Linked DNA regions of Pan troglodytes: region 2 is linked to region 1. A link is a contact called in public HiChIP or PLAC-seq data. All regions are on one chromosome and are shown on one strand. The core of a region is the stretch at or near the end of the contact, and the rest is flanking DNA. Distances in the headings are between cores, read along the strand shown. Region 1 holds the start of MALSU1 (mitochondrial assembly of ribosomal large subunit 1). Region 2 holds the start of IGF2BP3 (insulin like growth factor 2 mRNA binding protein 3).

Evidence for each region. HiChIP or PLAC-seq counts read pairs in DNA pulled down with a chosen protein or histone mark.
Region 2: a contact with region 1 is called in an H3K4me3 HiChIP or PLAC-seq map of stem cell-derived excitatory neurons, with 4 times the contacts expected there. The contact joins the promoter of IGF2BP3 here to the promoter of MALSU1 in region 1. A contact is called at or near these places in 1 of 7 Hi-C or Micro-C datasets (stem cell-derived neural progenitor cells) and 1 of 1 datasets of contacts at active chromatin or transcription factors (stem cell-derived excitatory neurons).

Annotation. Positions count from the first base shown.
Region 1 is chr6:29,123,244-29,127,583 of NHGRI_mPanTro3-v2.0_pri, forward strand. It overlaps MALSU1 (mitochondrial assembly of ribosomal large subunit 1), which reads left to right and starts at 2,583. Exons shown (of 4, transcript XM_001157652.5): 1 at 2,583-3,007; 2 at 4,238-4,340. The coding sequence starts at 2,752.
Region 2 is chr6:29,288,938-29,293,232 of NHGRI_mPanTro3-v2.0_pri, forward strand. It overlaps IGF2BP3 (insulin like growth factor 2 mRNA binding protein 3), which reads right to left and starts at 1,661. Exons shown (of 15, transcript XM_001157593.7): 1 at 770-1,661. The coding sequence starts at 944.

The DNA of each region.
Region 1 (4,340 bases), core at 1,333-3,832:
ACTCAGGAGGCTGAGACAGAAGAATTGCTTGAACCCGGGAGGCGGAGGTTGCAGTGAGCTGAGATTGCACCACTGCACTCCAGCCTGCGTGACAGAGCGAGACTCCGTCTCAGGAAAAAAAAAACTTTGACCACACGTGTTCCTGGTTGTCTTTTTCTGATGGGCTTTATCATAATGACTGGGTTCAAGCCATTTCCTCTCCATGAGGTCAATTTGTAGACAGATACTAATTTCCATATGATTACTACATGCCAAGCACTATGGTATATAATTTGTGCTGCATATTTTATCCAATTTTTCGAGACTCTGTGAAGAAGGTATCATTCCCTCATTTTACAGATGAGGAAACTGAGGCTCAGATTAAGAACTTCAATAGTACACTGCTAATAAACAGAAGAGGTGGAATTAAATCTAAGTCTTTTCTAGTGGGGTATCATGCAGTCAAACATAAATGTTAAAGACATTTATGAACAAAGGGATGAGGGGTTTCTGAGGGGCCATCTGAGAGAGTAGGGGGAGATATCTTAATGCTTAAGGTATGTCTTACAGAGTGAGTCTGAGTTTGTCATATGAAAAAATGGGAAAAGGGTGCTCTAAAAAGAGTAGTGGCCAAGCACGGTGGCTCACACCTGTAATCCCAACACTTTGGGAGGCTGAGGCGGGTGGATCACTTGAGGTCAGGAGTTTGAGACCAGCCTGGCCAACATGGTGAAACCCCGTCTCTACTAAAAATACAAAAATTAGCTGGGGGTGGTGGCACGTGCCTGTAATCCCAGCTATTTGGGAGGCCAAGGCAGGAGAATTGCTTGAACGCTGGAGGCAAAGGTTGCGGTGAACCGAGGTGGTGCCACTGCACTCCAGTCTGGGTGACAGAGCGAGACTCCATCTCAAAAAAAAAAGTATATGCAAAGCTTGGCATTGAAAGGATATGGTGAGGTTGCCAGGCATGGTGGCTTGTGCCTGTACTCACAGCTGCAGTGGGGTAGATTGCTTAAGGCCAGGAGTTTGAAACCAGCCTGGGCAACATAGTGAGATCCTGTCTTTAAAAAAATTAAAAACAAAAATTAGCTGGCCATGGTTCCACATGCCTGTAGTCCTAGCTAATTGGGAGGCTAAGGCAGGAGCACCACTTGAGCCCAGGAGTTTGAGGATGTAGTTAGCTATGATTGTGTGACTGTACTCCAGTCTGGGTGACAAGAGTAAGACCCCATCTCTTTAAAAAATAAAAATAAAAAAGGGTATGGTGAGTTTGAAAAACAGCAAAAAGCAGATAAAGCGAAAATGATTCTAGCTGATAGAAGGGCAGCATGGAGGATGAAAAGAGTAGAAACAGACTGGAGACAGGAAAGCCAGGTAGGAGGCAGTCTCTGTAATTAGGCAAGAACTAATGAGGGTTTGGACTAAGGAAGAAACAGTGGAAATGAAGACAAGAAGCTGAACTCACAGAAACATTTTGGAGGTCACATAAGCAGGATTTTGACAACAGATTCGTTTGTTGTATGAAGATCCTGGACTGAATGAAGTCTAGGGTTTGGGAGTTTTGAAGGGATAATGACCCATTAAATGAGCTGGCAAATACAGGTGGTAAAGCAGGTCTGGGATGTTCAGAGAAGGGTGGGAACACGGAATGGATGCCAGAAGCTGGGAGAAAAGCCAAGTTCATGCCTATGGAAAAATGGAATTGAGGATGGGGCTAAAATTGGACAGAGGAAACTTAATCTGTAATGTTTTTCTTCTTTTCAAAAATAACTTGAAGTGGTTGTACATATCTGGTGTGATATACACAAATGCTTAATTTCTCTATTTTTAAAAAACTTCCCAAAATTAGTGCTTGGAATTATTTAAAATAATGTAGCAAACATTTTTGGAGTGCCTGCTATGTGTCTGGCATTGTTTCAGGCATTTGAAATATTTGCTCTTTATGAAGCCTTCCTTTCAGCAGTTAGCAGGCCTGGAGTTCAGAAGCCAGAAACTGGCTTCTGATTCTGACGCAGTCAGTAAGTGTATGACCTGGGCAAGTTGCTTCCCTGCCGCGTCCCACGCCCCCAAAACCCCCCACCCCCCACCCGTGCCAGGGATCTATCGCAGTTCTCAAGTCCTGTGACTTAATACCGCAGCTGGCACCTCAGAATTCCTTATTCTTACAGAGCTGGTCCCCACAGTACCGCCCCTGGGCGTAAACTCCTCCATACAGGGAGTGTAGATGATGGGCTGACCTAAGAACGGTTTCCAAATGGTCCTTTACACCTCTGCCTCCCACCCCACTCTAGCCCAGGATAACAGATTTTCCTCGTGCAATTTCAAATTTGCAAGGGAATCTTGAATATTTTTTGGTAATGAGAGAGGGTAGATTATATGTCCTAATCCCAGCCTAATCAGATTAACAGCAACTTCTGGACATTCAGTACCAGGAACTGTTTTAGGTGCTGTGGAGAGAACAGTTAAAAATGAAACAAAAATTATTGCCTTCATGAGCCTTACATTAGTGGACAGAGTCCAAAAAAAAAAGTGACACGTAATGCGCTACTGCGACACAAAGCAAAGCAAGGTGGGCAAGCAACACCAGTTCTTTATTCCCGCACGCCCTAATCCCCAAGTAGCTCTTCCGGGTCACTGCAGTCTTCACGGGCTGCAGACTCCGCCCATGGTCCGTCCTTCAGGCCTTGACTCCGCCCACGCATCGACGTAGAATTTCCCGGCCGGGCTCCATGAAGTACCACCCACCTGCGACGCCGACGCAAGGCTGCTGCTATGGGGCCGGGCGGCCGTGTGGCGCGGCTGCTCGCCCCACTAATGTGGCGCAGGGCGGTTTCCTCGGTGGCGGGGTCCGCGGTTGGAGCCGAGCCCGGGCTTCGGCTGCTGGCCGTGCAGCGGCTTCCCGTGGGAGCAGCGTTCTGCCGGGCTTGCCAGACCCCAAACTTTGTCCGCGGCCTGCACAGCGAGCCTGGGCTGGAGGAGCGGGCGGAGGGGACGGTCAACGAGGGACGCCCAGAATCGGACGCGGCAGGTACGGGCGTGGAGAAGAACGAAGGCGACCCTCTCCGGGCAGTCTGGAGTCAGGTCCCAGCCAAGGTGGCTCAGGGTTCCCCTCTATGTGCATTTCTTTTGGAGTCACAAAACTCCTGCACATCCAGAGCTGGAAGGGACTTCAAAGGTTGTTGGCGCCAACCTTCCCGTTTCACAGTGAAGAAATTGAGGGCAAGAGATGAACTGCAAAATCCCAGCCTCCCGGACGGCCACCTCCCACCCTTGGCATCACAGTCTCACCGTCCTCACTTCCTTTTACCCTCTTCCTAGGATCCTGGGAAATGGGTTTGTGGGGACTGTTGGGGCTTGAGGATTCTGAGGAGCCAGGGTCTGGGTGCGAAGGGGTGCCTAGGAAGCGCCAGTAGGAGATGGGTCCAAGTTAATATCCTCTCGTTATTGCTGACGTTTTTAGAAACTTAAGAATGGTAAATCACATCTAAGAATGTAGAGTATGAGAGGGAGAGGCCTTAGTGGGCTTAGCTGCTAGGTCCTTTGGAGTCGGCTTTAGAACTTGGGCGAGCTTTTAAATTTACAGCCTGTAATACTCCAAGCTGAAGATCAGAATATCTAAATCTTTACGGGAAAAAAAATTAGATTTTCATAGGTAACAGTTGTTAATAACCCGGTGGTTTTATATGAAAACTGGAAGGTTCAAAATAATAATTACTCAAAAATGTAGCTCTTTCAGTGACTGATCTTAGGCCACAGTAATTCTCCTAGGCCTCAGTTTCTTCATCTCTCAACTGAAGGTTGTGGACCAGATACTACCTAAGAGCCCTTCCAGCTCACAATTCTGTGACCCGTTATGACTGAGATTCAATTTAATATGCTCCAGGATATCACCTCCTACCCATTTTGTGGTGCTGTTTTTCTTTGCACAGCATTTCTGTGATTGTGGTGTATTGCTCCTTTTAAGTATTAGTCAGTAGAAAGTCATTTGTCACTGGTGTCTGGTTCTACTTGCATATGGTTAATAGCGAAGGATGTATAGTGGCTCTGCGTAATCTGAGCACCCTGACCATAAAAGTTGAGCGGTGCTATGATACTACTGCCCAGGTTCACCTTCCAGGAGGCCTTTACCCTGCTATCTGTAAAAACACTTTGGATCTAAACACCCTCATGGAGGAACAGTCAGCTGCCGGCATCTCTGGGTGCATACACGTCTATCTGCTTGGCCATCCTGATACAAACAACTATTTGTGCATTTCAGATCATACTGGTCCCAAGTTTGACATCGATATGATGGTTTCACTTCTGAGGCAAGAAAATGCAAGAGACATTTGTGTGATCCAGGTTCCTCCAGAAATGAGATA
Region 2 (4,295 bases), core at 411-2,910, 160 kb after region 1:
CCCCAACGCAGCCTTCCCCCTGGGCGTCCTGCTCCGCCCGGCACCGTCCCTCGCCCTGGCGGAGCCATACCCGGAGGCCGCAGCCCCGCGCCAGGGCCCGGAGAGCGGCGGGCGGCCGGTGCGTGGCGGCGACTCCCTTCCAGGCGACCAGCCGCCCCCGCCCACCTGCCCCTATCGCTCGTCGGACCAGGGGAGGTGGAACGGGGAAACCGGGCACACACTCTCTCCTCCCACAGGGTGGGGAGGAAGCGCGGGGCCGCCTGTGCGAAGCACCAGCCTCGCGGTCTCACTCGGCAGCACGGTCGAGGCCACTTTCCGTTCTCCACGGCCGGGGGTTTCGGGGCGCAGCACAGACAGCGCCGTAAATAACGACCGAGGAAAGCAGGAAGGAACGAGGCACAGGCGGGCATTCTAGCTCGGCCCCGAGGCCCAGCGTGCCGGGGCCTGGAGCACGCGCCTGGGCCCGGGCGGGGCGCCGGGGGAGCGCGCCTCCCCCAGCCCCGCGCCCCCCTTAGCCAGCGCCGGGGCTTTCTTGACAGCGCGTCCGCCCTCACCCAGCAAACCCCGGCCGGGGAAGCAGAGCCGCGGGCCGGAGTGGGAGCCGGAGCTGAGGAGAGCCCCGGCCCCCACGCGCGTGGGTGTGGGCGCTCAGGCCTCACCCCCGCTCCCCCAGCGCGCCGGGCCTGGGGCCCGCGGAGCCACCCGGTGGGCCTGGGCGGGCGGTGCAGGGCTGGGGCGAGAGCCCGGGTGGGGCCAGGCCCGGGCCCACCTGAAAGCGCCTCGATGGCCTTGAGGGCCCAGCTCTCGTCCGGGCAGTCCACGAACGCGTAACCAGTCTTCACCAGGAAGGGTCCCGACACCGGGATCTTGGCGTCCTTGAAGATACTTTCTAGGTCCGAGGGGGCGGCGTTCTCGCTGAGGTTTCCGATATACAGTTTGTTCATTGTGAAGAGTGGTTGTTTAAAAAAAAATAACGAGAAAAACGAAAAATTAAAACCACCCACGGTGATGGATGGATCCAGCTGGTTTTGTTCCCCTCGTCTTCTCGCCTTTAAAATACACAAACACAGTAAGAACCAAGCACAAGAACGAGGAGTGAAAAATCAGATCCGAGGCTTGTTTTTTCCTTGTCTAGATGTGTTTTAAAAGAGAAAGAAAAGAAAAAGCCTAGCTACAACCCAAACGCATCCACCAGTCTTCCTAAGTCTTAGGAGGAGGCGGGATTAGCAAGAGAAAGGAGGAGGAGGAGGGGAAAAAACTACTTTTTGTCTCTTCCTTCCCAACCCCTTTGGCTTCGGCCAGCGGACTGTGAAAATATCACACTACGTGAGGCAGGCGCCGCCTCCCCATAAAAAACCCAGAAGGGTGACTGGCAGGAGGGAGGGGAGAGGAGGAGGAGGAGGAGGAGGGAGGAAGGCGCAGGAGGCGGAAAAAATCCGCTCCGTGTGTCCGGCTTTTTGAATGAGCCACGTGTTCAAACTACAAATCAACGTCTCACGTGAGGAATCCCAGAGCCTCAATTAGAGTGGGTTTCGGAGAAAAAAGCGAGCGAGAGGAAGAGGGGGAGGGGAAACGAGATTGGGAGAGGGACTCTGAGAAGGGGGAGGAGGAAGAAGGAAAATGCTAAAGGAACCGCAGCCGGCACCAAGCGGGGCGCTGACGGTCACAACTCGAGTTTCTAAAGGGTTATCTGGTCTGGGCGGATCCTGGGAGGGAGGGCTGGAATATTGATTTTTTTTTTTAATGAGGAAATGGGCAGAGGTACTAACAGGCAGTTCCTCAGCTCTAGTTACCGTAGTTTTAATCATTCGATTTTTCAAAATAGGTTATTAACAACAAAACCAGAGTCACAATCCCGAACTCGCCTGGTGGCTTTAATGGCATTAGAAGTGTAACCCCAGCAAAGCCGCAGGCACGTTTCTAAGGCTGGCATGGACGGAAATGCTGCGAGGAGGGGTGGGGGAGTGGGTGAGGGGGGCAGGCGGTGGGGGCAAGACAGGCGGACGACGCGCCCCACCCCGTGCGCCCTTCTCGGGCCCCGGGCACCGCGCGAGTGGGGGCGGCCCGGGCCCGGGGTGGTGGGGGATGGGATCCCGCAGCGTCCTGGGCGGGTGTCTGGGCGACACCTCCTCCGCCTCCGCCTGCGCTCGCGGTGGCTCTCGGCTTCGCGTTTGCCATTGGTTGCGCGATTCAGAAAAGGCTCCAGGATAAATGAGGCCGGGGGCGGGCTTGGCCACTGGTGGGGGAGGGGAGTGCAGGGGCGGAGGTTTCTGGCTAGGGGCTGGGGTCGTCGGGGGCCTGGGCCGCTGGAGGAGAGAAGTCAAAGTGGGAAAAGTCGGTAAAGGGAAACCCTCTCTTCCTGTAGTTTTTAAAGGGGGAGGAGTGGAGTAGGCTGGTACTTTTATTTAAGTAATTTTAGTTGGAGAACTTGAGACTTAAAACTGGAAGACCGTCGTGCATTACCCCTAGGTGGTATTCGCATTTGAAAAATTGTTCGAGTCTCTTTCTGCCTCTTTTCTGCCTGGATTTGGCCATGAGAGCCATACATAATTTTCTTTATATGTAATGAGTACAATGGTGGTTGTCGGGGGAGGATTTGGGCCCGGTGGAGCCTTGTGGGCCAACAAAATGTGAACTGGAGACGAGCAATACGGAAACGAAGGCAGTGCTGGGGTTCTAGTGGAATCTCCAACTGTCGTTTAAAGATTGTGTACTCCACTCAAAGGTTTCATTTGCACCAGATACTTGTGTGTTTTTAACAGGTATATTTTTAACAGGTATTCTATGGAAAAGATAGAAAATTCTAATTTTTTAAGTGAAAGAAATTCTATATAACATGAAAATATAGACAAGAATCTTTAATGACTTGGTACTCTTACTGGTAGAAAAAAGGTATCCTGAATAGAGGAAATATTATGATTTACACTGGAAACATCTTCGGTAATTGATACAGCCTTGCTTCTCTATCAAAACCGTTGTTAGCATTTTAAAATGTGTATTTTTCATTTAAAAGGTGAATGGTAGACTTAAACATGGGAATTGTTGCATGATATAAAGAGTATTTACATTTTGTCTTTTAAAGGGAACTTACTTTGTAATTTTGTGTTAAGGAACCGGAAGGTGTCAGATCATCCATTTTAAATGCAACTGTTCTTTCTTACAGGTTTTTCTTTCCTGCCAAGCGAATCCAACATTTTAAACGTAAACACACTTTCACAATAATTTCATTCACGTTTAATTTAATGAAATGTTGTTACTTTATAAAATAGGGGGACAGACGTGTTTTTGTGTTACAGTATTTGTAACTGAATTAAGAGCTCAGCCTTGAAAGAACGTTTTGGTAAAATTTTTCTTTACGGTTAGGTTGAACTTTTTAAAAGCATTTTTTTCTTTTTTTTTAAAATAACTTTAGTTCTAAAGAAGAAATGTATTCTTTCTTTTGGCCTCTGTGGTATGCAAAATGTAAATATCAAAAATTATGGATTTATTTTAAATGTACCTGTTGTAGAACAAAAGCCATTTGGAGAAATGTTCTTCATACATTCATTTGGTAATATTTGCACTTCTCAATACCACTGTAAATTTTACAACCTGTTGATCATTTAACACTTTTAGTAATTTTTCATAAAAACAAATTGTGTGTGTTCAGCTTGCTTCCAAAATCAATTCAACTATGGCTTCTGGGTTGACTGTATTTGCTCTTATTAAAACTGAGACCTAAGGAAATATCTACTTCTAAAGCATGGAATAAATTGTTTATTTTCCATAAATACTAGTCCATGCTTGTCTGGCACTATCAAACAAATCTAACAGCTGGAATTTAAAACAAGTGTGTGTTTTGATGAAATATGTTCCTGGGACTCCTGTTAACCTAATCTGTGTATTATTGTAACAAACTGGATAGTCCATCTAGGACCTTAAAAACATACATGAGTAATATAAGCTCAGACATCAAAGAGAGAGGTGGATACAGTCCACTCCACTTCCAGTCTTCCAAGCATTTAAGGGTTGAGTCAAAAGATCTTAGGTAGTTGTCTTGCACTAGCACTTCAAGTACAAAGATACCTTTGGTGAATTTTCAAGAATGAATATAAAATCTATTTAACTTCCAGTTTTTTTTTTTTAAATGAATCTCACACAAATTAACTGGTTATAGGCTACTTCAGCTTCTTCCTGAAGCAGTTGTAGCTCCTAATTAATGTGAACTCCACGAAGAAAGAACTCCCACCATTTTATGTGCTCTGGGATGCGGCTGAGTCTTTCCAATTGCAGTCTGTTTACTCTTTGGACAGCTG